Regions from separate parts of the Mus musculus genome. Here region 2 is linked to region 1. The links are chromatin contacts, called in public promoter capture Hi-C maps. All regions are on one chromosome and are shown on one strand. The core of a region is the stretch at or near the end of the contact, and the rest is flanking DNA. Distances in the headings are between cores, read along the strand shown.

What was found. Promoter capture Hi-C pulls out the DNA fragments that hold promoters and counts their contacts.
Region 2: a promoter capture Hi-C map of embryonic stem cells shows a contact between it and region 1. The contact joins the promoter of Thap11 here to the promoter of Hsd11b2 in region 1. A contact is called at or near these places in 9 of 39 promoter capture datasets (the C10 cell line, cranial neural crest, embryonic stem cells and 6 more), 4 of 115 datasets of contacts at active chromatin or transcription factors (embryonic limb bud, embryonic stem cells, large pre-B cells and 1 more) and 3 of 9 other capture datasets (adipose tissue, liver and pancreatic islet).

The regions. Positions count from the first base shown.
Region 1 is chr8:105,516,576-105,520,331 of GRCm38.p6, reverse strand. It overlaps Hsd11b2 (hydroxysteroid 11-beta dehydrogenase 2), which reads right to left and starts at 1,586. Exons shown (of 5, transcript NM_008289.2): 1 at 1,203-1,586. The coding sequence starts at 1,467.
Region 2 is chr8:105,853,290-105,857,045 of GRCm38.p6, reverse strand. Thap11 (THAP domain containing 11) reads right to left here and starts at 1,943. Exons shown (of 1, transcript NM_021513.2): 1 at 96-1,943. The coding sequence starts at 1,685. The coding sequence ends at 768. It also overlaps a transcript of Cenpt not described here.

The sequences.
Region 1 (3,756 bases), core at 337-2,836:
GGGGGGGGGGCTTGCCGTGGCTTCACACTCACTCTGGAAGTCTCTTCCATATCACCTGAGTCCTACTCAACCTCCACCCTCTCTTCCGAAGCCATATCACCTTAGTGCAATCTGGTTTCTCACCTGACATTCGGGTCTCCTCCCAAGGAAACTTCACATCCCCCCCCCCCCCCAGCCAGACTGGTTATTGACTGTCCCCTTCCCAAACCGTGCTTATTTCTTTCTGTCTTAAACCTTTGTCTCACGCCCTTTCTAGGATCCAAGACACCTTTCAGATTCCACCTGTCACTACCCAACTCCCTCCAAGGTCCAGTTCAAGGATTTCCTCCTAAAGTCTCCCGGCCCTATCCTATCATGCAGACCACCCATAAAGGACCAAGACCTCCAAGAAGCCATGGTGGTTGGGGGAGAAACAGCTGCCCCTCCCCCCATGCAATGGACCAATGCCCCCTGGCCTTCCTCCCCCTCCCCATTTCCTGCTGGGTCTGCAGCCCCCCTCCCCTCCCCTTCCCTCCTGATGACAGATTTATTCCCTGCTCCAGACAAAGAAAGCACAGGCAGGCACTAGAGACACCTGAGTCCAGCTCTCTGAGGACCCTTTCCTGGGCACCCAGGGCTGGGCAGGATGAGGTGTTAGGTGTAGACTGCAGGCGGCTGCAGTTTTGGCAGTGGGTAGCTGGATCTAAGAAGCAGCTACTCTCCAGCTGCTGTGAACTCAGGCGGTTCTGAACTCCAAGGATTCCAGCCAGAGGAGGTCGGGGAGCAGAACTCACCATCTAAGCACTCTGCCCCCAGAGAATAGCAGATACTGTGTTCTAGTGATGTGGGGGATGTCAGGCAGAGTTCAAGAGATGGCATTATCCCCGTCTCGGGTCTTCTGAAGTCCCCTAAAGTACTGTCTTCTGCTCCACACCTGATCTCTTAAGGAGCTCAGCATAAACTAAGTTTCTCCTCTTTCAGTCACTAGTTTCCTTTGAGCACCTGCCCACTCTCTACTTTCTCACCAATAATCCTCGCGGTCGCAGGTAGTTAACCCAGACTTGGTGAGGTGCCCGGAGCTTCCTACTTGGCTCACTTTCTTGCGTTTAGAGAAGGACTCTTACGTCTGAGCTGCGGAGTTCCCCTTGATGGCGCCCAAGGGAAACCCTCTAGGTGTGCGGTCCCGCCCTCCAGCCTGGAGTCCCTGCGCTCTGCACACTCACCGGTGATGAGCACCGCGCGAGTGGCCACCGGCAGGCGAGGAGGGCGCGCTAGGCGGGACAACGCGATCCAGCCAGCACCAGCCAGCACCACGAGTGCCGCCGGCGGGGGCAGCAGGCGCTGGCACAGCCAGTCGAGAGCAGCCAGCAGGGCCAGTGCCGCCAACAACGGGCGGCCCAGACGCAGGTCTGAGCGCAGCAGCTGCAGCAGCGCGCGGGCAGCCACCAGCAGCCAGGCGCCGCCCGACGGCCAAGGCCAGCGCTCCATGACTTCGGGGCCGGGCTGGGGCGGGGCGGGGGCCTGGTTGGGGAGCGCCGAGAGGGACTCGAGGCTAGGACACGGAATGCAGAGGAACACCGGCCTGGGGTGGGAGGGATACTCGCTTTCTTTGCGGGGTCCTCGGACCCAGCTTATAAAGCGCCCTGGGGGCGGGGTTGGGGCGGTGCGAAGGCGGGGCTAGGGTGGGGCTTTCCTCCACTTCTATCTTAGCACCCCACGCCAGGCAGGTGCCCCCCCGCCCAGCCCCCCTGTCTAGATCCGTTTTCGAAGAAGCCGGAACAAAGTCCCCAAGTTGCATGAGGCGGAGCCGTCAGTCGCCAGCTTCGCCCGGGAAAGGGCCAGTCTGCCCAACCCTGTGCCTTACATCTCATTCACTCCTGTGCGCCTATTGGCATGCCAAGGACTCTGAGCCTCCGAGCTCAGGAGTGCACATCCTGCTCACGCTTCCTCAGGGATACTTAACACACACATACCACCAACATCAGCACCACCACCACCAACTTTCATTCAAGTATTCCACATTGCTGTGGCTGTGACTGCCATGACTTCCAGAACACTGCATGGAAGCAGCCAGAGTCTGCTGCCAGCCACACCCGCCCCCGCATGCAGTGCCAGGCATGGCCTTAGGTCCCTGGTACACACGCCCAAATGTGCACTCTCACCTGGGTAGTTCTCAGCCACAGCTAGGAGAGAAGGGGGGTTCTGTTTCACTTCATTTTCTTCCATAGTCTAGAACTGGGGATGGAGGGAGAGGAAGGAGGAGGAGGAGAGAGACATACATACAGAGAGACAGAAACACACAGAGAAAGACAGAGATGGAAAGGTCAATGAAGGCATCAAGGTCTCCTTTTTTCTTTAGCTTCATCTACCCCCTCCCCAGGAACCAGTTAATGGGAAGACCTGGGAGAAGGGTCAGGACAGGGTGGTCCCTGATCTGCTACACTGAGTCCCCAGGGGATGAATTAAGTAGTGTGTGGGTGCATTTCCCTCCCTGTGTGTATGAAGGTCCTTGTTTGTGTGTGGCCTGGCACCCTGCGCCACCCCCGTGTCTGGCAACCTGTGCCTAACATGCATGCCAGGGCTCTGGCAGGCACTGGGGGTTAAGTGCAGAGCGAGGAGCAAAGCCGAGCTGTGGAGATCCCTACGTCTGTGAACCCCCAGACCTTCCCCCCTTGACACACACACCTCCCCATTCCTCATCTCTATCCTTTCTAGGTCCTGAGAGGGTCATAGATTCCTTATCACAGCTCTCTGTCCTGCGGTTCATTCTCTTCCCTGTATCCAGAATCCGGTCCAGTGTTTCATGTAAACACTCAAAGCCCTCCCTTCCATCCGGGTGTGGGTTCCTGAAGAGCCAGTGAACTCTTCGGGAAGGAGCTGGTGTCCAGACTCTCTTGAGAGGAAGAACTCTGCATGAAGACCCCTGTTCCCCACTCAGAGTCACTCCTCTGTCCCCACTCAGAGTCACTCGTGTGTTTCCATCCACCCATCCTCTGTCTATAAATATGGACAATGGTGGAACCCTGGCCTGGGTGTCAGGACTTGCCTGAGTAAGCTGTGTGTCCCTGACCTTGGGTGTGTGGCTTTGAGTTCTTTTATATCTGTGTCTATGGGGTTCTATGCCCTGTGTCATGTATGACCTTATGTGTGCTTGCACATAAGTGTGTATGTGCTACGTGTGCTTCCTATAGCTTCTGTCTCCTCTTCTTGCTTCTAGGAACTCAGAGAAACAATCCTTTTCTAAACCCACTGACTCCGGTTGTTCTGAGTCAATTGTCCAGGTCAAGAAATGAATGACATGCCTTGCTTTAACTAAGTTATCCTCCTTAGAATCCAGCTACAGTTTTTCCAGCCTCAGCCACTTTAAGTACTTTCCCTAAGGTAGGAAAAAGAGAGAGAGAGAGAGAGAGAGAGAGAGAGAGAGAAAGCAGAGTCCTAGGGGGAATAGTCAAGCTTCCCCCGCCACACACACACACCAGTTCTCAGAGCAAGAAATAGACACAAGAGAGCAAGGTGGGGAGAATGGGAAGCAGGGCTCTACCCTAGTCCCATGAAGTACCTGGGGAAACCCAGGACAGGGAGAGAGGGAGACTGGCTGAGAGTAGATGGGTGGAGGGAATTGTCTTTGAGTAGGATGCTTCTAGAACAAATACTTCTTCAGGTGGAACTTTTCCAAGTCTTGATGAGATTGGTTTACCTGCCACACTTACATGACACCCCTTTCCTGAGAACCCCATTTTCTAAGTCAGGAGACCAGGGCACCTTCCTCCCAACTCC
Region 2 (3,756 bases), core at 694-3,193, 340 kb before region 1:
CTAGCCTGTTCTTTCAAATAGGCCAATACCTATCTATATCCCCACATTTCAAGGACACTTAGCTTTAATTAAAAAAAAAAAGTCGAAACCCAAATAAAAACCTTACTTTTTTGTTTAATTTGTTTTGCCAAACAGTGAAAACTTCAGTCTAATTGTACAGAAAATAGAATTTGTAACCAGTAGCAAACATAACGAGATAAACCTAAGTCCCTGGTGAGCTGGATCTCCATCAGCAAGTCACCCAGAGCCCTCTCATAAATGACCTTCTGGGTAGAGAGGTCCTAAGAGACAGAGGCACAGATCAGCTAGTCCCCATCAGAATCACAGACTGCACCTGAACCGGGTAGCATGGAAAGGAGAAACGATGTTACTGAGATCTCTTATCACTACACACAGCAAAGCTGTCTCTGATTGCTGGCCAACCTGAAGAAGTGGTTTCCTCAAACCCACAGTCCCTTAAGAGTTCCATCTGCACCCCCTCCAGGGTAAGTTCCAAGTTCAGTGGTTCTGAAGCCTGTGTATAACCAGAATCTGCAACATAAACTGGGGAGTGAGAGACAAAGTCATAACTGCTGGTGTCACCAGATTCTGAAGTCCCCAACTCTTACTTCACGAGGAGACGAAAGAAGGTGCCAACTGACCAACTGGAGTCCCGCTGTCCTAAACCTCGGCACTGTCAACAGGAATACTGGGGAGTACAACATTTGCCTGAGGATTCCTTGGGCTGGAAGGAGTCACGAATTCTGCAGGTTTCTGGGGGGAACCATTCACATGCCGTGCTTCTTACGGATGACAGCCATGGCAAGCAGACGATCCTTCTCTCGAAGTTCTTCACGGAGCTTGGCCTCGGTGAGACGCAGATGGCGGATGCTACCCTTCATCTCCTTCATCTTCACTTCCATCAGGGCCAAGATGTCCCGCTGCTCGTTCAGCTTGCGCAGGAGCTCCTCCTCCGTGGTACCCGAGGACAAGGAGTACGAGTGGTCAGAGCCAGTGTCAGGGAAGCCCTCTTCCCCTACCACCACCAGCTGAGGGCCCAGAGTGCACTCAGCGGCCTCCAGCCCAGCCGTAGCAGCCTCTAGCTCTGAGGCGGCGGCAGCGGCGGCTGCCCCTTCAGCAGCTGCAAACTCGACTTGCACTGTGAGGTCGATGGGCTTCACATCATCTCCCGAGGGAGTCGTGGACACGGGAACCACGGATCCCGGAGCCTGGTTGCTGTCTACGGCGGCCTGAAGCGTAAGAAGCACAGCTGCAGAGGCAGACACCAGGTTCGGCTGCAACTGGGTGGTCTGGGCAGTGGAGGAGGACGGAGACGGCTGCTGCTGTTGCAGCTGCTGCTGTTGCTGCTGCTGCTGTTGTTGTTGCTGCTGCTGCTGCCTACGGCGGGCTGCCGCAGCTCCCGCAGGTCTCCGAGCTACTTTGCGCTCATTGACGCCACGCAGCGGGAAAATGGTGGGAACGCGCACCGTGTAGGTCTTGCGGCCGCCCTGAAAGTGGACGCTGCAGAGACGGTGGCCGGTGGTGGGTTGGAAGGTGGAGAAGCACCCACTGACGCCAGCACGGGACACGTTCTTGAGCCAGAGGCGCCGCAACTCAGCGTCCTTGGGAAACGTGTAGAAGTGCAGCGCCTTGTCCCGGTGTGAATTGTTGTAGCAGCCCGGAACGCAGCACGTAAAGCCAGGCATGGCTGCGACGCGCGGCCCGGCCCACCGGCCTCTCGAGCTCTTCGACGGCCGGGTCTGGCCCCTGTCTCAGCTCCTCGACGGGCGGCGCCGCGCGAGGCTCTCAGAGGCCTCTCACTATTGCCGCCCGGCGCAGTCGTCCCGGGCCGAGGCCCCGTGCCCAGAATATGGTTGCGGACCGCCCGCGCCGCGCTACCCACCCGGCCGTCCGCCTGCGCTTCGGAGTCGGCCCGGGGGACGCCGCGAAGGACCGCCTGGAAAGGAGGACTACGCCCCCCACAATGCACTGCGCCAGAAGCCTCTCACTTCCGGGATGGGGCGGGCTTATTCCGGCGGCTTTCCTGGACACCGCGATATCCTGTTCAGAGTCGATTATTTTCCAGATGAAGCTCGTCCTAAGCGAAAGGTAAAAATGTATTCGAATGGAACGTTATGGCATGGGCTACCCTTCACAAGGATCCGGAATCCTGATGGTACCGGGCGCGTGCCTGGTGAGCGCAAGCGCTCTGGGTATAAGAACACAAAGACTACAAGTTCCATGATGCCTCAGAAGAACGTTTTGGTGCGGCCGCGGGCTGCAGCGCCTCCTAAAGGAGAGGTGGAGTTCCTGCAGACCAGGATTTGAATGAGGTTCTGCAGCTTGCTATAAAAAACACCCCACCCCACCCCACCCCCGACCCCCAGTACCTTGGAGTGGACTGCATTCTTTAGCCTAGAGGAAACCCGAGTCCTCCCAGAAGAACTTCTGGAGTCAATTTCTTATATTGGGAGCACTCTCCCGACTCTCAGCTACCTCTTACATGGATGGACTCACTGACCTAAACCATGTCCCTACTAGCTGCTTACAATGTGCCAGACAGTGAAGGGAAAACACATTCAAGGCAATTGGTGGCACACGCCATTAATCCCAGCACTTAGGAGGCAGAGGCGGAGGCAGATTTCTGAGTTCGCGGCCAGCCTGGTCTAAAGAGTGAGTTCCAGGACAGCCAGGGCTACACAGAGAAACCCTGTCTCGAAAAAAAAACAAAAAACAAAAACCAACCAAACAAACCAATATATAAATATCGTATAATATTTTTCACATTTATTAATTTTAAAAACATTCAAAGTAATGGGAGATATGTTTATACATATATCATGTGTGAGAGTGGGGGAGTAATGTTTGCATTTATGCATGTTCATATGTGTGCCAGTGAGTGTCAATTTCTGGGTATCATTCATTCCTCAAGGCCCTTGGCCTTTTCTTTTTTCTTTTTTTTTTTTTTTTTTTGAGACAGGATTTCTCTGTGTAGCCCTGGCTGTCCTGGAACTCACTCTGTAGACCAGGCTGGCCTCGAACTCAGAAATCCACCTGCCTCTGCCTCCCAAGTGCTGGGATTAAAGGCGTATGCCACCACGCCGGCTGGCCTTTTCATTTTAGGCTGGCTGGCCAGTTAGCTGCAGGGATGCACCTCTAGCACTGCCATTATAGGCATGGGACACAATGCTTGGTATTTTTTTTATTTATTTATTTTTGGTTTTTCAAGACAGGTTTTCTCTGTGTAGTCCTTGCTGTCCTGAAACTCCCTCTATAGACCAAGCTGGCCTCGAACTCAGAAATCAGCCTGCCTCTGCCTCCTAAGTGCTGGGATTAAAGGCCTGTGCCACCACTGCCCTGCTCATGCCTGGCTTTTTAACTTGTGAGGAAGAATCACATTGATTCAAACCCACAAAGCATTAAAGAAGATACTCAATTTGACTCTACCTTCAGTACATAAATAGCCTTTAACATACTCATGGACATTCAAATAATATCTAGTAAGTTGAAAGTAGGGACTGTGCCTGGTCTTCAGCACCAAAAGCAAACAAAGTGCGCAATTTCTCCCCAGCACTGTCTTACCTATCCTCTGGACTTGGCATCTCTAGTGAAAAGCAAGAATCATATTGCATGTCTCTGCTTCTAATCTTGGGTCCTCTACATCTGTTTCCCTTGTGACTGCCAAAGAAAATCTGACAAGCCATGGGTCGCTCAAGGGGGCTGGAGAAATGGCTCAGGGTTTAAGAACACTGACTGCTCTCTGGAAGGTTCTGAGTT